Regions from separate parts of the Mus musculus genome. Here regions 2, 3, 4, 5 and 6 are each linked to region 1. Evidence: chromatin contacts called from public HiChIP or PLAC-seq, Micro-C and promoter capture Hi-C data. All regions are on one chromosome and are shown on one strand. Each heading gives the region's core, a stretch centred on a gene start, on an enhancer-like site or on the middle of the called end of the contact. The rest is flanking DNA. Distances are from core to core; before and after follow the strand shown.

The links. Promoter capture Hi-C pulls out the DNA fragments that hold promoters and counts their contacts. HiChIP or PLAC-seq counts read pairs in DNA pulled down with a chosen protein or histone mark. A called contact is a pair of places that touch in the nucleus more often than the background predicts.
Region 2: a Micro-C map of embryonic stem cells shows a contact between it and region 1, with 1.7 times the contacts expected there. The contact joins the promoter of Neurl1a here to the promoter of Sh3pxd2a in region 1. A contact is called at or near these places in 8 of 39 promoter capture datasets (the 3T3-L1 cell line, the C10 cell line, cranial neural crest and 3 more), 1 of 15 datasets of contacts at CTCF or cohesin (embryonic stem cells), 5 of 484 Hi-C or Micro-C datasets (the C10 cell line, embryonic fibroblasts and embryonic stem cells), 3 of 115 datasets of contacts at active chromatin or transcription factors (embryonic stem cells, microglia and pancreatic cancer cells) and 1 of 9 other capture datasets (macrophages).
Region 3: an H3K4me3 HiChIP or PLAC-seq map of embryonic stem cells shows a contact between it and region 1, with 2.7 times the contacts expected there. The contact joins the enhancer-like site here to the promoter of Sh3pxd2a in region 1. A contact is called at or near these places in 6 of 39 promoter capture datasets (HPC-7-derived erythroid cells, cranial neural crest, hematopoietic stem and progenitor cells and 3 more), 2 of 115 datasets of contacts at active chromatin or transcription factors (embryonic basal ganglia and embryonic stem cells) and 1 of 9 other capture datasets (liver).
Region 4: a promoter capture Hi-C map of the C10 cell line shows a contact between it and region 1, with 2.0 times the contacts expected there. The contact joins the promoter of Calhm2 here to the promoter of Sh3pxd2a in region 1. A contact is called at or near these places in 6 of 39 promoter capture datasets (the C10 cell line, cranial neural crest, liver and 1 more), 2 of 484 Hi-C or Micro-C datasets (B cells and embryonic stem cells), 1 of 115 datasets of contacts at active chromatin or transcription factors (microglia) and 1 of 9 other capture datasets (pancreatic islet).
Region 5: a contact with region 1 is called in a CTCF HiChIP or PLAC-seq map of the NIH/3T3 cell line, with 6 read pairs. The contact joins the promoter of Gsto2 here to the promoter of Sh3pxd2a in region 1. A contact is called at or near these places in 7 of 39 promoter capture datasets (the 3T3-L1 cell line, the C10 cell line, cranial neural crest and 3 more), 1 of 15 datasets of contacts at CTCF or cohesin (the NIH/3T3 cell line), 4 of 115 datasets of contacts at active chromatin or transcription factors (the NIH/3T3 cell line, embryonic forebrain, embryonic hindbrain and 1 more) and 2 of 9 other capture datasets (adipose tissue and liver).
Region 6: a contact with region 1 is called in an HNF4G HiChIP or PLAC-seq map of pancreatic cancer cells. The contact joins the promoter of Cfap58 here to the promoter of Sh3pxd2a in region 1. A contact is called at or near these places in 6 of 39 promoter capture datasets (the 3T3-L1 cell line, the C10 cell line, cranial neural crest and 2 more), 1 of 115 datasets of contacts at active chromatin or transcription factors (pancreatic cancer cells) and 1 of 9 other capture datasets (adipose tissue).

What each region holds. Positions count from the first base shown.
Region 1 is chr19:47,462,719-47,465,803 of GRCm38.p6, forward strand. It overlaps Sh3pxd2a (SH3 and PX domains 2A), which reads right to left and starts at 1,693. Exons shown (of 15, transcript NM_008018.4): 1 at 1,346-1,693. The coding sequence starts at 1,417.
Region 2 is chr19:47,177,315-47,180,407 of GRCm38.p6, forward strand. Neurl1a (neuralized E3 ubiquitin protein ligase 1A) reads left to right here and starts at 1,506. Exons shown (of 6, transcript NM_021360.4): 1 at 1,506-2,237. The coding sequence starts at 2,153.
Region 3 is chr19:47,788,294-47,791,177 of GRCm38.p6, forward strand. It overlaps Cfap43 (cilia and flagella associated protein 43), which reads right to left. Exons shown (of 38, transcript NM_027559.2): 13 at 19-159. Among named protein-coding and RNA genes, the nearest start is that of Mir8090, 35 kb to the left of the region's middle. Within about 2 kb of position 1,553, at least 6 of the 459 cell types and tissues checked have an H3K27ac peak or open chromatin away from gene starts, as enhancers often do. A contact at or near this core is called in embryonic stem cells, where this site is marked.
Region 4 is chr19:47,136,891-47,139,683 of GRCm38.p6, forward strand. Calhm2 (calcium homeostasis modulator family member 2) reads right to left here and starts at 1,404. Exons shown (of 3, transcript NM_133746.5): 1 at 1,015-1,404.
Region 5 is chr19:47,864,119-47,867,222 of GRCm38.p6, forward strand. Gsto2 (glutathione S-transferase omega 2) reads left to right here and starts at 1,676. Exons shown (of 9, transcript NM_026619.2): 1 at 1,676-1,811. It overlaps Gsto1 (glutathione S-transferase omega 1), which reads left to right. Exons shown (of 6, transcript NM_010362.3): 6 at 179-672. The coding sequence ends at 332.
Region 6 is chr19:47,936,193-47,939,281 of GRCm38.p6, forward strand. It overlaps Cfap58 (cilia and flagella associated protein 58), which reads left to right and starts at 1,520. Exons shown (of 18, transcript NM_001163267.1): 1 at 1,520-1,644. The coding sequence starts at 1,636.

The sequences.
Region 1 (3,085 bases), core at 443-2,942:
CTAGTCAAGGGCTCTCCTACTTAGCTGCCTCCACAGCTCCTGGAGGAAATCTGGGATTTTTTGTTTTGTTTTTGCAACGGCTGTAGAGGCTTTCGACACTAGACTACACAATTGGAAAGGATCTCTGACTGTGTCAGGGAATGCCCCCCACAGATCCGTCTCTCCGGTCTGACCACTCTTACCTTCTTCCCAACCTGAGTCCAGCCCCACTAGTCAACTGCAGAGAACTCTGCCTTCAAGTCTGCTGTGATCCTGACAGAAAGAGTAGCCTCCGGCTGGTATTACACCACCAGCCCCAGCCTCCTTCCAACAGTGAAATAGAAGGCACTTTGGAGACTAATGTGCAATCTAGGGCAGCCACCAACAGCCCGTTTTAATTGTTAAAATTAATGCTTTGAGCATTCTAAATACGCCTTTAAATGCCTAATTTGCAAATAAGAGGCTGCCCTTACTGTCTCCATGTTTTCTGTGTTTTGGGTTCTTTACTGTGAGTCTCTTCTATCTCCAGGAGCAGAGCTCGGCAAGTCATCCTAAAGCAACAAGGACACAATGTTTACTTCCAAAGGTGTAAAGGACTGGGAGACAGGACCGGCTGAGATGAAAGAGTACTGTCACACACTCTGAAGCCCAGCTGGTCAACCTTAGCCTCTTCTCATTAAGTTTGGGTAAAGAAGGGGGAGGGGCGGCGGGCCAGTCAACCGTGCCTCGGAGACCACAGACCACATTTGCCTACTCGTGTCTGGAGTCAGAGCATCACTTACACGAGGAAATGACCCCAGCGAAGGGTCACGTCCAGAGGAGGGATAAAAGGAAAAGCCACAATTCTCCTCACACCGCGGAACACAATGGTTTTAAGAAGGAAATCAAAGCTTGAAACGAAGAGTGGAGGGGGCAGGGGGCAAAGCGCTTCCTCTGTCCCCAGCCGGTGCAGGCAGAACAGCAAACGTGGAAAGCAGAAAGAGAAGTGTGGGTCTCCGGTCAAAGCAACGGAAAGCATTCCGGGCCGAATGAGCGTGAGTGCCCGGCTCCCCTAGGGAGCGCGGCAAAGATGCTCCTTCCCAAAGGAACTAAATGCTCTGCAAGGGGCTGACGAAAGCTTCCCCCACCAACCATCCTAGCAGCGGGCGGACACATGACTTCACCGTTGTAACAGACAAGGGCAGCCACTTGCCAATTGCAATGCCAAAAAAAGAAACCCGGGACAGGGGAGTGGAAGAAGGGCAGAAAAGGCTTCCCTAGAGATCACAGCCCTGCGAACAAACTCTGGAGTCAAAGGCTGCCCCTGGGGGCGTGAATCTCCGGGACTGGCCAGCCCCCCGCCGGGGTCGGTGGAAGCAGTACTCACATAGTGTTTAGAGGGGCTCCTCCGCTTCTCCACGTCCACCACGGTGGCATCTTGCACGCAGTAGGCGAGCATCGTCCCCACAAAGCGAGTGGCGCCCCCCGGCGGCGTCACCTTCTCATCCCGGCCGGGTTCCGGCTCCTTCTCCGGTTGCCCCGGTTCCTGCAGTTACACGCCACCCCTGCCCCACGCGCTACTCGCCGCCGAGGCTCCGGGCGCCTACAGCTGAGGCTCCGGGGCAGGCGACTGTCCCGGAGGGCACGAGGGCTCCGTGCGTCCCAGGCTGCTCCCGTGGGCCTGCCGCGCGCCCCTTCCCTCCCGCGCCGCCGCGCTCCGCTCGCCTGCCCGCTCTCTCTGCCGCTCGGTGGGGCCGGCGGGAACTGGCGGCGCAGAGGAGGGCTGGGGGTGTGTCCCGCCAGCGAGGGCACGGGGCGGGGGCCGGGCCTGCTGTCAGCGCGCCGGGGAGGGGCCGGCGGCGCCCCTGGGCCGCGCTCGGGCTCCTGGGGGCTCGGCGCTGGCCGGCGCTGTGGGCGCAGGAGGCGGAGGCAGGGCGAGCAGGGAAGGGAGGGGAGGGGAAGGGAGGGGAGCGCGGCGAGGGGAAGCGCGGGGAGGGGCTCCGGGCCGGGGGAGGGGCTCGGACGGACGGCGAGGGGCTCAGCCCTGCGAGGCCTGGAAGGGCTACTCTACCCAGTCCCCAAACTCAGGGTAGCTTTGGAGAAAGGAGGCTCAGCGAAAGTGAGCCCAGCGCGCCCCCATCCTGGCTTTCGGTCTCCCAGAGGATCTGTGACCACCTTTCTGTCCCTTGTACCACTGCCATCTCCCCAGATCTCTTTAAGGAAAAGTAGTTTATTACAGCCTGTTACTGCCTACAGCTCCCTCCAAGAGAAGACCCGGACGGGAGAAGAGAGCAGCATTAAATCTTTCAAGCCAGCCTTCTTTTGATGAACCACCTGCCCCCCTGCAGGTCACCACGGGTGAATTCTCCCCGGAAATGGGATCTATTGATCTGCTGCTGCCTCCATCATCGATCAGTGCCTGTGTAACTAACCTGCGACAACATTTCCCAATGACAAGGTTACAGACACCACTTTAGCCTTAAGTCCGGGCTCCCCCGGGACTCTCCCAGGGCTGGCAACCGGCGGAGGAGCACACAATGGTGGGAAAAATCCACTGGGTTGGGAACCAGATCGTCTTTAGCTCCAGGCTCAGGCTTCCTCGCCATCACTCCTTCTAGTCTGGAAAGCTGACTTTCCAAGTCGCTTGCCCATCTCTGGTCTTGGAGCTCAACTTTACTTTAATTCAACTTAACACACACACACCGATTTCATCTTTTTTTTCCTGTTCTACTTTCAAATATTTAACGGAGTAGGTGTTTTCAAAACGAATCCAATTGTTTCACAATACAGTAATGTTTTGTGTTTTGTGCTTGCGTCTAGTGGAAAGCATCCGAAATGTGGGCAAAGGATTTAGTGACTTTTTTCCCCCTTGTCAGAAGCCCTGGGCCACTCTGAGACTTCTGCATTTTCTTCAGGAAGAGCACTGGCGGAGGGGGCTGGAGAAAAGACAGCTCTGAGTCCAGTTCCCCAATGATTCACAACCACCCATAACTCACGGGATCAGACGCCCTCTTCTGACCTCTTTGGGCACCCAGCGTGGTGCACATACATACACGCAGGCAAAACACTTATACACATAAAAGTTTAAAGAGTGCCGGTGAGCACACATGACTACCAGAGTTTAGAT
Region 2 (3,093 bases), core at 256-2,755, 290 kb before region 1:
AGAGCCCACAGATTGCTGACAAATGAATCATCATTTGGGGAATAAGTGTTGGGAAGACACCGCCTATAAATAAGACACCAGTCCCTGACCATTCTGTAGCCAGTCAGCACCTGATCCCAGGCACCCCAGAGGCTTGGGGCTGGGGCTGGGACTGGGGGCCTGGTTGTCTTTCTCCTCAAACACCAGAGCATACCTTTCACAGGTATTTCTAGCTTGCCTGGAGTCTCTGAAACTTAAGGATATAACATGTGCAATCAGAGGAGAGTAAAAGGCAGGACAGGGGGCTAAAGGGGATCAGAGATGATGTCTAAAGATCACAGTAGGATTTTACTGCTGGCAGGCATGGGGATCCATTCACTGTACAAATACTTCTGAGAATCCGCATGTCCCTGCCCTGGGAGCTAGAACACTGTGAGGAAAGTGGCTGGCCGACTCTCCCCTCAGCAAGCTTATTCTCTATCAAGAGAAGCCGAATCTAACCAAGCAGAAAAGGCTACTTTTAGGCAAAGTCATATAAAAGCCACGAAGAGAATGGGATGACCCTATGGAGAATGATAGAGAGAGGCAGAGATGCTTAGCTGGGGTGGTCAGGAAAGAGCTGTGCCTACACATTGAGGATGGGTCCTATGGAGAAACTTCCAGAAAAGGATGGAGGAGATGTCTGTGTCCCACTCATGACCCAGGGCTCACTCTGGATCCGAGTTGGGAAAGTCCGGTTAGAGTGAGCGATGGCCCCGAGAAGCAGCAAGGCTGATGAAGGTGTGAGATGGACAGACGGACTGTCTTCTCCCCCATGATACACTGGGAGAAATAACCGCCCCAGATCCAAGATGACTTCCTGGTCCCTCCTGCAGGTAGCAGTGCTGAGCTACACAGATGGAAGAGTCACGTGAACAGGACATTTACAGACTGCCCCCTTCCTCGAGGAAGCCACCTTGGTCTACTATAGGCTATAGCACCCCCTCTATCCCTTCCCCAATCTCTTAGTTTTCCAGCTGACAGAATAATTCAACTTGGAACCGATATCTCTCTCATGGTTTGTACCTGAGCTGGGTCCCATCGGCTTGCTTCTGGTCTTGTGGTTCTCCGTTCTTGAACATGCAAAGGATGTTTGAACAGTCAGGAAATGGTCTGACTGGGGTTCTGATTGGAAGTTCCAACTACAGCGAAGGGGAGGTGACTGTATTCCTGATCTCAATTGTCTTAATTCATTATCCACTCACTCCTGAGCGTTTTAACACGTGCCAGGCCCTGAATCCCGTGCTAGGGAGCCTCCATTAGGGCTACCTCGCCACGCCCTGGCTCCGGGGCTCCCAGCGTTGTGGCGGTCCTCTTCCTCTTGTTTTCAGGTTCTATGTCCCAGGACAGGGAGACGCTCAACCTCCGAAGCTCCCATCTATTCCTGACGTCAGGTCCGGAGCAGTGCCGCCCCCAACCCTGGGTCCCGCGCGCCTTCGAGAACTTATAGCCAGCGGGAACGCGGCGCGCCCCGAGACCCACATCTGGCAGAGCGGGCGCGCGCGTGTCACTAAGACGCTCATTAACCTGCGCAGCTGTCGCCATAACAACCGGAGCCCCGGAGTCCTGGCGACGCTAGGGCGGGGGTTGGGGGCGGCGGCCTCGGGAGGGACCTGGCGGGAGCGGGGGCGGTCCACACGAGCCGGGCGCTGCAAGCTCACCCGCGGGCGGGAGGGCGCCACGCACGTCGCCGCGGCCGTCCCCGCGGGCGGGGACCGAGCCCGCCGACGAGCCTCCGAGCAGCCGCGCGCCGAGCCCCGACTCTATGGCCCGCGGGGAGCGCGCCGCCGCTGCGCCGCCCACCCGCAGCCGGAATCCGAGCTCCAGCACCAGGCAGAGCGCAGCGGCTCGCGCCGCGGGCCGGGGCCCAGGGGCCGGGCCGCCCCGGGCGCGGGGCATGGGAGCCCGGTAGCCGGGTGGCGCGAGGACCCCCACGGCGGGCAGGACCCGCCGAGCGAAGACCGCCAAGCCCAGGGAGAGCCGGAGACAGCAAACCGCCCGCCCCCGGTCGCAGCCCCGCCAGGGCCCTCCCCTGGCAGCGCGCACCCGCGCGCGCACACACTTGCACACCTTTCCTCCGCTCCTGCCCAGCCTTGCCTGGCTCCCGCCGGAGCACCCCCGGGGGGCCGATGCCATGGGTAACAACTTCTCCAGTGTCTCCTCTCTGCAGCGAGGAAACCCGAGCCGCGCGTCGCGGGGCCACCCCCAGAACCTCAAAGGTAGGCTTCGCTGACCGGGGAGCAATTGCAGGGAGGGTTGCGGCGCAGGTGGAGTGGTGGGCAGGGGTGCGGTTGGGGACGACCGGCAGGTGCCACCTGTTGTGTGCATTTGGAGGGCGGGAGAGGCGCTTCTGACAGTGGAGGTGGGCTGTGGTGGCAGCTGACCGGTGCTGATGGTGGAGATGAGGGAGGATGGCGGTCGGTGGGGGTCTGCGCAATTCTCCTTATCTGCCCTGGCAACGTCACTGGAGTCCCCTCCAGTGATGCTAAGCGGTGAGAAGAGGTGGGAAAAACATTTGCCGGCTGGATAGGGCAGTGTGGAGGGAAACCTAGGTTTTTCCAGATGAGCCTCCCAAGAGAGTCATTGTGGTCTTTTTTGCATTTGCCTAGGGCTGGGGGAGATCCCGCTGGAAGCACTAGTTGCATTTCCAAGCAGAGGGTCTTAGAGATTCAGGACTAGAAGGGCAGACGCGTGCTCCCGGGGTCTTTGCAAGTGGGTGATCTTTTGCACCGTCTGAGTCAGGTTGTTTGGTTTTGTTTGTTTATTTGTTTGTTTGTTTGTTTTGTGCATCCAAAGACAAAGTATCTGGTCTGAACCCTAGAAAGAGGGGAAGGGAGCTTCCAAACAGATGGAACGTTATCGGGAGGGTTTGCTGTCTATGGCCCATCCAGCACCCTCTGGGGGAGGCCCGAGGCTCTGCCCCAGGCCTTCCAGCTTCCAACATGTCTCTGACCTTTGGAAGATGCTGCTTGGTTTCCTGGGCGCCTGGACCCAGCTAATTCTCTCTGGAAAGCTGATTTTTTTTTTTTTCATCTTTATTAGAGACAGGTTGCACTTAGTTCTAGGGGCACAGTG
Region 3 (2,884 bases), core at 303-2,802, 330 kb after region 1:
GTGCTCATTTAGCCTCACCTTCTGGTAACATGACTGGCAGGGTGAAGTATTCCAGCCTGCTTCTGCCCATATCTGGAAGCGGGTACAACACCAGCACTTCGACCACATCTGACTCCATGACAGACACCGTGGATATCTGCAGGATGTCCTTGCCCGTCTCTGAAAGTGAATGGGGATTGACTGTGTTAAAGAGCCCTGCATCATTCTAACTAAGACAGGAGAGAGACTACTTTCCTCAAATTCTCAGCATGATCCTTTGTTAATATTGAATATTTTAAACACACACACACACACACACACACACACACACACACACAGAGTTGTATTTAAGTGTGTCAAAATGGAGACACTGCTTCACTCAGTCTTAAGTAGCAAATTTTATTGGCTGACTTTTTTTTTTTTTAAAGATTTATTTATTTATTTATTTATTTATTTATTTATTTATTTATTTATTTATTATATGTAAGTACACTGTAGCTGTCTTCAGATGCACCAGAAGAGGGCATCAGATCTCATTACAGATGGTTGTGAGCCACCATGTGGTTGCTGGGATTTGAACTTCAGACCTTCGGTAGAGCAGTCGGGTGCTCTTACCCACTGAGCCATCTCACCAGCCCATTGGCTGACTTTTACAGTGACCTGTAAGCACGAGTTATGGGACCTGTTTGATAAACTGATAGGGGAGATTTCTGATTTTCCAGCCATGTGGGTTTGGTCATGCCTATGTTCCAACAGGGATGCCTTCCGGAGCCGGCCACCTTTGTTCTTCCCACCTGTACCCTGGGTGCTCATGTCCTGGCTCCCATCTGGGCACCGGCCGGTTCCAGGGCTCTCACACTGGGTGACCTTAGACACGGATGTTCTTGGCATCATTACGTAGGTAGTGGAAATGCCCCCGATGCTGAGTCTGACCCTTGGGAAATCCTGCTCAGTGACTTGCGCTATGCCACGTTTACCTCTCACCCAACTCTGAACAGTGCTTCTGTTCCCTGCCTCCCACCAAGGCACTCTGCGGCTTGGCTTCCTTAACAAGGGAGACAGGGGCCATCTCAGAAAATCCTGGACCTTACTCTGTTTCCTCATTTCTTTCCTGTTCACTCCATCATCTCCCTCTATTTTCTAGCACTGGCAGGATGTGGGGTTCCCGTCTGTGACTTTGAGCCCATTGAGACGACACACCTCCACTCGCTGCCTTTTGTCTCCTTGTATTCTCTTTGATGTTCTCTCTTCTTCCCACAAGAGGCTGGGACCCTCCTCCTTCTCTTTGCCCTGGACAGCTGGCACACAAACCTCTCTCACTCAGGCTGAGTTTCCCATGTCATCTTGTCCAGTGCTGGCTCGGCTTTTGCACATGTGCCCTCCATGGCCCACCGGTCTCTCAGGGAACACCTGCTAACTGACCAGCGTGGCCTATGCCTGCCTGCCTGCCTGCCTGCCTGGCGGGACTCTCACCCAGTCTGTCTTTCTCGAGCTGTTTCTGGAAGGGATGATGCAGGCCCCTCACTACTTGGAACCTCCGTGGCTTTCTTCACTGCTACATACTCTGCCTGTGGTTTCGGTGAGAGCTGAGGGTTCCCAGCTTCGCCCCTCCCATCTCCAGGCCAACCTTGCTGTACAATCAATTAAAGCTTATCCCGACTAGCTTAAGAAAAATTGCGATTCAGATTATGGTTTTTGTTTTGTTTTGTTTTTTCGAGACAGGGTTTCTCTGTGTAGCCTTGGCTGTCCTGGAACTCACTGTGTAGACCAGGCTGGCCTCAAACTCAGAAATCCGCCTGCCTCTGCCTCCCGAGTGCTGAGATTAAAGGCGTGCGCCACCACCGCCCCGGCTGTTTGTTTTTGTTTTTGTTTTTAAATTTGGCTTTGACAGTTACTGGGAGGTAACCCGTAATCTATGCTTCTAACTGCTGCCCTGGCTACCTCTCCAGTAGCCAGATACTTGCTGTTTCTCCTGCTCTCTTCTCATGGTATCTACCCTGTCCTCTCTCTTCTCTTTCTCGCTTTCTGCCCCTCTCAACTAGGTAACTAAAAAACCCTACCTGTCTCTAATTCTTCTAGTAGTTGGCTCTAGCAGTTTCTATTTAACTAATAGTTTTAAATTAGGAAAGAAGGTTTGCACAACAAAAGCTGGTGCGGGTCACCTTAAGAACTTACATCAAGGCCTAGACCCTCCCGGACAGAACTTAGCATTACAGTATATAGCAACAGGCCAACCTCCACCCAACCTCATTAGTTACAAACTGAATATTCAAGCAGCACAGCAGCCTCTCTGCTGTCAGCCCCCGGCTCTACCACATCAAGAGCCATCCAAGTTACAGACTGGGTTGCTCTTTGGCCCCAGTGAGCCGTTAGGTCACTGTCTTGACCGTGTGGAAGCCGGTGGCCCAAGAAGACACAATGTCATGGCTATCTGCCCAAATCTTCCACTTGGTTCTTATGTCAGTCCTAGGAAGCCTTGAGTTGTAGCACTAATGTGCGCACCCCATCCTGCACATGTGTTAAGGATCTGAGTCATCACTTCCCTTGGAATGTAGTCGCCTTCCATTTTTGGCACCCTCAGCTGGGACGCCTCCATCCACTCAGCTCCATCCACTCCTACCCCTTCACCTGAGGAATTACATAGCACGACATTGTTTCCTTGGCTTTCCCATGCCTCCCGCCCTGGCCCATATTCAACATTTTGTACTTAGTAAATTTTTTTAAAATAAATAAATGAATGAGTTTATAAATATATCTTGGAGAACACACACACACATTTGGGACTAAAGGTATGGAGAAAAATTAATTATTAAACAGAGGTCAGAGGTAAAAAGTTTTTAAAACTATTACGGTTGTAAGCCATCTGTTCCTCCTCTTGTAATATCAAAATGTTCGGACCTTTATC
Region 4 (2,793 bases), core at 154-2,653, 330 kb before region 1:
AGACAAATCCAGAGGAGCCAGCTGAGATTTTGACCATGACTTGAGAATACTTAGAAAGTGGACACAATGTGTCAGAGCTAAACTAGCTCCCTCTGTTCATGGCCTCCAGACCTTGCTCTCCTTATTGCTTTCTCCATGCAGCAGCCTGCAGAATCTCTGCCCCAAGGAGCCACAGGTAGCTTCAGCGGGGTTTCAGGCTCGCTGTACTTATCTGCCCTCTTCTGCTTCATGACCTCAGCAGAGATGGCTCTGTGCCAGAAGAGGCCATGGCCTCAGGCTCTTTGGAAGTTTAGCCCCAATTCCCTTCCCAGACTCCACCCATACAGCCAGAGAGACAGTCAGGGTGTGGCCCCATGTCCACCCCCATCAGGAGAACAGGCACTGGGTGGGGTGGGGTGCGGTGGGGGGGACACCAAAAGAAACAGCTCTCCAAGCCAGATGAAGCCTGTGAGTGGAGAGAGGTCAGGCTGTGGAGAGAGATAGGGGAAGCCTGTGCTAAGTCTTTCTGGGTTATATTCACTTCTCTTTTCCTGTTGCCGCCTCTGCCGAGGATGCCATCTGGCACAGGCAGAGCCATGTGGGCTCTGGGAGGAGGGAGGACTGTCTGACTCCCCGGTTCAGAGCCCAGAGCTTCTAAATAATCCCACAAGGAAAGAACTTTGTCCTGTTGCTGGCCATAAACAGGCTAACAGGCAACTCCATCTTCTCCCTCCCTCCCTTCTTGGCTGCTAGGCACCCATTTGCTCCTTGGGGTGGTCTTGGGATCCTAAACCCACCCTCACATGGGGAACACAGTGCCTGACAGATAGCATAGGGATGGAGCAGAGCTGGGACCCGGCCATCCTCTGAGATTATCATGGGGGGGGGGGGGGCTCTTCCCAAGGACAGGAGACAGACAGCTGGGGGTGGGGGAAGCATCATTTCCGTGTTCTTCCCGGAGTTCCCTCCAGATAGTCTCTAGAGGCTGCCGGCTCCTTTAACAGCTGCACACTCCAGGAAAGGGCCCCTCCTTACCTAGGGCTGGTTGCAGGCCCCCGTGGCCTTGGATTCCTGATGGATTGACAGCAGTGTGGGCTCCCGCAGACACTGGGAAGGTGCTCCTGACCGCGAGGCAAAGTGGCCTCACGGGGTTCACTGCCGGCTTTGCTTTTGCACCCAGGTCCGCGTAGGATCCGGGCCCAGCGTTTGAACGCAACGCAACGGAGCTTTGGGCCCAGTTACAAACAAACTTAACTGGAGGCGTCTACAGATGAAGTGCAGGCATCTGCAGACAAATTTAACTCCAGAAAAGAGAGAGAAAGAAACAGTGGCGTGGAACTTTCTAGCCAGAGAATGGAAAAACAGCCTCCTGGCGCCAGGCAGAAGAGGGAGGGCTGCTGAGGGCGGCGCGAGGCAGAAACAGAGGAAGTGGAGAAGCGGTCTCCGATGCTGCGTCCTGTCCCAGCCCGCCTCTGGGCCCGCTGTGGCTGGCCCTACTGGCCCTGCCTTGACTCTACCCTGAGCACCCCTCGGGGGCCATCTGGGAAGGTCTAGGCAGTTGCCAGGCAGGGCCCTCAAGGAGATCTTGCCTAGGCTTGCCCTCCAGGCCAGTTAGAAGAACATCCCCCGTACTTGACACCCACCTGGCAGAAGCTGCGGGAGGAGTTCCCTGCAGAGTCAGGGGAGAGGTGGGTGTTCAGGATTGATGGTGATGCTCCAGATTGCAAACTCCTGGTCAAGACCCTGGTCCCCTCCTCCCCTCCTCTCTCTGCGCATCCTGCCTTTGCCTGTACCTGCCATCCCCAGAAGAGGACCTTCCCATCATAGTCCATCTAACTCCTAGGTACTGTCCCCATCTGGGTATCTAGAACTCCTAAGGCAGAGGCTGGTCTTAGGTAGAAATTAAAGGGAGACAGGATCTCTTAAACTGCACCGCCTGCCCCTAGAGTCGTCTCTGGGAGCTCACAAGTCATGAGTCAAGTCCACTGACAGGGAGAGTGTCAAGATGGCCTCAGTGGCTCCTAAGATTGGGAGAGATAGCCTTCACGGCCATCAGCTCTCCAGGGCTGGGACAGTGGGATTCACACTGAGCAGGGACAAGCCACACCCTCCTGAGTCTGGCTTGTCTGTGTAGCAGGGATAAATGGAGAGCAATCGGTACCCGTGCCTTTCCAAGAAGCACTTTACAGGGTGGGGGACTTGCCTGAGCTCCCACCACTCTGGAGTTAGGTCTCACCAAAGCTTCCCTCACGTCTGTTCCTCTGAGCACTTTCTGGCACCTTATCCCCTGTGGGTGCCCCACCCCACCCTGCAAGTGCACGCGTGCACACACACACACACACACACACACACACACACACACACACACACTTGGTCTGTATTCATTTGGTCCCTTTATTCGGATCTGGGGTTAAGTTCAACTTCCTGTTCCCTGTGGCACCTGGGTCCCAGCTGAGAGTGGAGGTGGGCTCTGAGATAGGCAGGCCAAGGGGCTGGAAGATGGGGCCAGGAAACAAGAAACTGTCTGCACTTCTACTTTCTTTTCTTGGACAAGACAGCAGCTAAGTATTCCTGTCCTGTCCCATCCCTTGGTCGGGTTCAGGGGAGAGGAGAGCAAGCAGTCATGAGTTCCGAAAGGAATGAGCACCTTAACCACACAGCTCCAAGTGTCTGCTGCGTGCCACACGCTTTTACGCATGGTGTGTGAGACCCCGACTTAGAATGTTTCTCCCTGGAAGGTAAAGCCCCTGGCTGTTCCCCAAGCTTGTTTTCCCTGATCTCTAAAAATACAGCCAGAAAGAAGCTCTTTGTTCT
Region 5 (3,104 bases), core at 426-2,925, 400 kb after region 1:
ACAAAGACCCCAATGTCACTCAAAGCTAAAGCCTTTTAGTCTACGGCTTGCATTTTAAAGAGTTGCGTTTCAAGATCAATTTTTAAGAGTTTAGGGGGATAGACTGCAGTGGTGGGTGAGACTCTGGGATGCCGGTCTAGCTCCTGTGGCTCACAGCTCTCATCTTGTCTTCCCACAGGTGTCTAGCCCACACCCCCAAGCTCAAGCTCTGGATGGCGGCCATGCAGCAAGACCCTGTGGCATCCTCTCACAAAATTGATGCCAAGACCTACCGCGAGTACTTAAATCTCTACCTACAGGACAGCCCCGAGGCCTGTGATTATGGGCTCTGAAGGGCAAGAGCCCTCAGCAAATGCTGTTTCCCCTCACTGATTGAATATCATGCTTATTTTGTCCAGTATTCTCACTGGCTCCTTTCTCATAATTTGACCTTCTGGCCTAAGCGGTGCCCCCCAGGGCCCCACTCCTGTATTTCTATTTCAGAACAATCTGATCTAATGGTCCTAACAGTCTTCACTGCCATCCCCAAGGCCATCACCTCTGGTTTGATACAGACATCTAGATTTGGATATCAAGAAAAATGTCAAGTTTTTGATTACTCATGTCTGAAAACTGTGATTTCCCCATACTTTCCATCATTAAATCTCTTATTCCTCTTGTGAGCATCGAAAACTGAGTCCAAACCACCTCAGGTCAACATGACTGGGGTAGCCTCTTGCTTGAGCTCTCAGTTCCTAATTTCTTAAAAAATGTGTGTGTGTGTGTGTGTGTGTGTGCGTGCACGGGATCCCTTGGAGCTGGTGATACCGGCAGAGGCTGTGGGGTGATAGGAAACGAATCTCCCTTCTGGAAGAGCAGCAAACAACCACCAAACGATCTCACTAGCTCCTACTTCTAGCCCTTTCAAATCCTTCCTTCCAAACAAGGCAGATATAGTTCTGTCTTCTATAGGTGTGCCACATGCAATACCGTTAAAATCACACTAGCCAGTTCAGTATATAAGACTGAATAAGTAATGGATGAAATCTCCCAATGGGAAAGGTTAATCTTAATACTTCTATCACTTCCATAAGACAGGTAGTCTGGGAACCTCACTCCATTCTAGGGATGGTGAGTCTGGTCCAGATGTTAAGTGAGGTCTTAAGATGTTGGCAGAAGGATCTGGAGGACAATGAATGCCCTTAAGAATGGCAACCCACCGACCGCCAGGTTTTCTGTAGTTGTTTTCTGGCTTGCCTGCGACAACCACGGGGGTGATTCGTTAAGGGCGCCAAAACTGGCAAAGCTCAGCGCCGCATTTAGGGTTTAGCTTCACGGTGATGGGGGGCCCGCACCCTGGGGAGGCAGGGATTGGCTGACTTCACAAACGGGACAACTAGCGTCCTACTCCGAGCGGAGCCATCTGTGCCGCCGGCCCCCAGCCCCCGGGCAGGCCCTGGCGGTTCCTCGCGGATTCCCAGTAGGATGTGAGACCAGCGGCTGAGAGGAACCGCCTGCTACCGACTTCCTCTTTAGGTAGCCATAGATTTCCGGCCTGACCCTCGTTTCTCGAGCAAGCTGCTATAACGCGGTCGCCTATTGGCTCGCTCTTCCAGACGAGCCAGGTATTGGCTGGAGCGCAGGGCTCGGCGGCCAATTGCGGGGTAGCACCGTGAGAAGGGGCGGGCCCGCCTCCGCGTCGGCCGCCGGGCGTCCCAACTCCGGGTTGGAGCCATAGCCGCCCGAAGGTTGCTCTGAGATGCTTTTTCTGCCACCGCCACTGGGGGGTTCGGCCTCACCTGCGCTGTGTCGGAAGGGAAAAGGATTTTGAGGTCAATTCTGAACTTTGGGGGACTTGTAAAATCTGGGCTTTTCAGAATAGGATCGCCAACTTTTAATTTTGCAGTTACATTTTAAAAGAAAACCCAAATGTTTAACCATAGCTAATGTTTCTTTCTTTTTCTTTTTATAAAAAATTTCACTAAAAATGTGTAAGGGAGCCTAGAATATAGCAATAGGGTAAAGAAATCGTAAGGAAGAAAGAATAGTCAATAGTTTTAGATTATTGAGTTTTCTTTAAGCCAGAAACCTGTCATTGAAATTAATTTTCCAGTTTGGACGAAGACAGGCACGCAGAGTTCCACAGATCTGGAGTTTCGTACCTCAGTTCGGCTTAACTAGTTGATGACACAGACAGGCAGGAGAATTTCGTTTCTGAGACTGCCTGTCTTTTGAAGGCTACGAAAATCGTCCCTGCTACGTTCAAATAATAGTAATCACAATAACAGCTAATGTTAAGTCCTTGCTAGATGACAGACACATGCTAAGTATTAGATGCTTGCCATACTGATCCTAATAACACTTCCCTAAACCACATGGTACTCTTACCTCCGCATTACAGATTAGAACGCCAGTGTGTTAGAAAATCAGGGTTGTTGGAGCTTTTGATTATTAGCCCAAAGTAACCCAGCTACTAAAAGGTGGAGCGATTCAAATGTAGCCTATGTTTGTTGTAAAAAAGACTGCTCTTTAGATAAGTTTATATATCTATAAAGTTCCTTTTCCTAAGAGCTCTTACATTTAGAGATTAAGCCAAGACAGAATAATATCATCTGTTATCAATGGATTCCACATCATTCCAATTTAATTAGACTAGAAAAGAAAAATTACATCCGAACTGAGTATATTCAGACTTCTCATGTCAGTATCCCCTAAGCAATGCAGTGTAACAACGTTTACCTTGTGTTGGCTATTCTAAGTCATCTAGAGGTGGTTTGATGTGTCTAGGAGTGTGTGGGTAGGTGAGTTGCAAATGCTTCGCCATTTTATATAAAGTTGTTGAGCATCCGTGGAACTTGATATCCAAAAAAGGTCCTGGCAATAATTCTGGGCACGTCCCTGTCCTATCCCTATCATGGTTTGGTTTCGGCAGGCGATGTTGCTGCTTTTGCACGCGTTTACAAACTTTGATGTCAGACTCTTGAAATTTTGCTTTTTGACTATTCAAATATTATTATCAGGGTGTATAAATGTGTCACACATGTCATTAAAGACACAGGGATAAGAAAACAAGCACTTTAAAAGAAGGTCTCCTCTGACCCAGTTTTCCTGACCTGGATGGGAAG
Region 6 (3,089 bases), core at 270-2,769, 470 kb after region 1:
AAGTAGCAGACCCTTTTAAGCAGCTGCAAATGGAGAAGTTTTACAAGTCAAAAAGGTGACATGAAAAGGAGTTTTTACCCTCTTGATTGGCATAGATTTCTAAATATTACTATAAAAATATGTATGTATTACTATAAAAATTAAAAAGACCTACTTAAGCATTCCCCAAAGGAATGTTATTGAAACGTCCAAATAAAGAAAAGTAAAATTTTCCTATGTCATTTTATTATTTTTATTCTTTGAAATTTCAATAAATATTTACAGGGATAAAAATGTTGGCAAAGGTTATGAACAGGGAAGCTCACAGAAGGGAGGCCCAGAGCAGCTCGTGTTCATAGGAAGAAAAATGCTCAATTTCTTCAGTGGAGGAAGCGAAAGTAAAAGCAAAATGTGCCTCTGCTTCTTCCAGCCCATTGACAGAATTTGAAAATTGCCTAATTAGATGAACTAATGTTTGTCTAGCCCTTGCTTGATGCTCAGTAAACGCCGGATGGGTGCAGAACCTGGGACATTCGCTGTGGTACAACATATATAGGGCAGTGCCATTAAGGGATTGCACCTTTGCTGTTGGAAAGCAGAGTCCACTTTTAGGCAGGAAAAGGTACACGCTTCGGATAGTCACGTGGTCACTGCGTCTTAGGTTCACGAGTTGCTACGGAACAGAGCTTTTGCCTATGTGTAGTGGGTGAAGTGGAAGAATACATCTTACAATAGGGACATGGAAAAGGAGAGGAGAGGTTGTCTTAGCCCCAGTGGCCCTTCGGTGAGATTTCTTTTGCAGAACACACATGCGTGTTCTAATATGATGTCCCCTAGGATTCCCCTATGCACAACCTCGCTCATCAATATCTCCTACAGGGGAATTTATATATAGGTCCGTAAAATGCACACCAGTCAACAATGGCTATGGTGGTGATTGGTGAATTGGAGGCAGCCTTGTTATTCAACATTTGAGGAAGGAAATGACATGTGTCGGGTCTTCAATTTGAAATGCCAAGCAGAAGTCTGAAGCAACGGACACCAGTGCAATAAAATTAGGCCCTAGAAAAGAACGCTGCCCAGTGAGAAAAGAACATATTTCTAACGTTCATTAGCAAACTAATAAAAACACACGAGAAAATGGGATTGATTTTTTTTAAAAATACATATCTGAGCACACAAGCACTTATTAACAATCTTTGTGGCTGAATTTGAGGGTTGGGAAATAGGGCTAGCGATAAAGAGAAAGAAAACCACATTTCACGAACAAGACTGATTATCCATCCCAGCTCTATGCATTCACAGTGCACTGGTTTCTTGAGTCTGGGGATTCTGCTATGCCTCTCAGGGGCACGGTTCCTTGGCTCCATCCCCTTCAGGATATATTTGCATATTTCTCTGCGGACCACTGCCGGGTACCGACCTACGGGGCTCCGCCCCTTTCGAACCTGTGCTTTGCCTCAGCGGCAGGGGGCGTGGCGGTTGCCAGGCGACCGAAGACGCACCGAGCGCCGGATTTCGGCGCCCGGGCTGGCGATCAGAAAAACGTGTCGCCCTTTTAGACACTGGGGGCAGTGCACAGCCCCTTCTCCAGACTCCAGCCCAGTTTTCTGATCTCCTCGGCAGCCTTTGAGGCCGCCTCCAAACAGCGTCAGGATGACGGAGGTCAGGAGTCAGAGCCCCTCTTTTTCTCCTTGGTTCTCTTCCTGTCATCTCTTTCCTACTGGAACTCATCCTTTGTTACACTCACTAATTCTGATCCTCCTTCACAAGCACCCCTGCTATATGCATCCTCACGCTTTTTCTCTCGTGGCTCTGTCCCACCTCTCCTCTCTTCATGAATTCGCAGACCGTGACTGGCAGTCTGAACTGCGGGCGATTACTGATACCGCAGCAGAGATGTTATTGAAAATGTCTCATTGTTACTTTCCTCATTAACCTCTCCACCTGTCGCGCCCTGATCCCCTAACACATGATCACCAGCTGTCACACTTTCATCACGGCCCTCCAGCTCATTGTCATTGCCCTGTGCTCTCATTGACCCCGTGTTAACATCCCGCAGCCCCGTCTCTCGCCTGTGTTACTGGACACTTCATCTTCAGCTGCACTGATGAGGGCTGACTTCTGCATCCTTCAGTAACCTGTCTGTCCATTAGCCCTCTCATCTATAACCTCGACAGCCCTACATCCTTGCCATCACTTGACATGCAGAGTTCTCATTTATCTTGGTCTTACTTAAATTCTTCACCGATCTATCAGAGTGCACCCGCACCTTACCTATTATATACCATTTCCAGCCAGTATCAGCTGTATAATCTGTGAGTTCCAGAGTAAAATGAAAAGCTTTTTAAAATTACTAAGACTTTTAAGCTGTGACAGCAGAGAATTTAACCAAGGTAGAAGTCTTCTGAGTACTAAGTCTTGAGTGAGTGACTGGGCCCACACCCATGAAACCAGCCCCGGTCCCAACATCTCCTAGCACAACCGTGCCCCGCCCAATTGCTTCTTGTCCTCTCTCTGCCTTTGCATCTCCTCACCATTCCATCTCCTCCACCTCAACTCTGCCTTTGTAAGCTCCACCCCCATCGTTCCTTATCCCCCCACACTGTCCCTGCTCCCAGTTGCCATCACTCAGTGTCCCGGGAGACTGTGGTCACATCACCGCTCCCCACTACCTGGTCTCTTTCATGACTCTTCACTTCCCATCTTCGCTTCTTGGTTCTGCTTGCTCTCATTTTTATTCCTCATTCTTTTGCTTTGCTTTGTGTTTTCTCTGGTTCTCACTGTCCTCTTCTCAGTTCATTGTTCTTCATTCTCCATGTTTTCCTCCCTGGAAAACTTGTTGTCTGCAGGACAAGCTGATGACCTGCAGAGCCCAGAGCACTTGGCGGCATGTGGCAGACATTCTAGGTAGATGAATGGTGGAATGTCACAGTTCCTCGTAGCACTTCATGTTGATCTCCCTGTAAATACCCACTTGGCCACAATGTAGAAGATACCAACTGCCCATTGGTCAGAGCTAGAGTTTTGTTTTCTCTTTGCCTTTAATAGAATACTTTTTGAAGCGACAACAGAAAAATACATCTCTTTTGTTCACAAAAGTTTCTTTA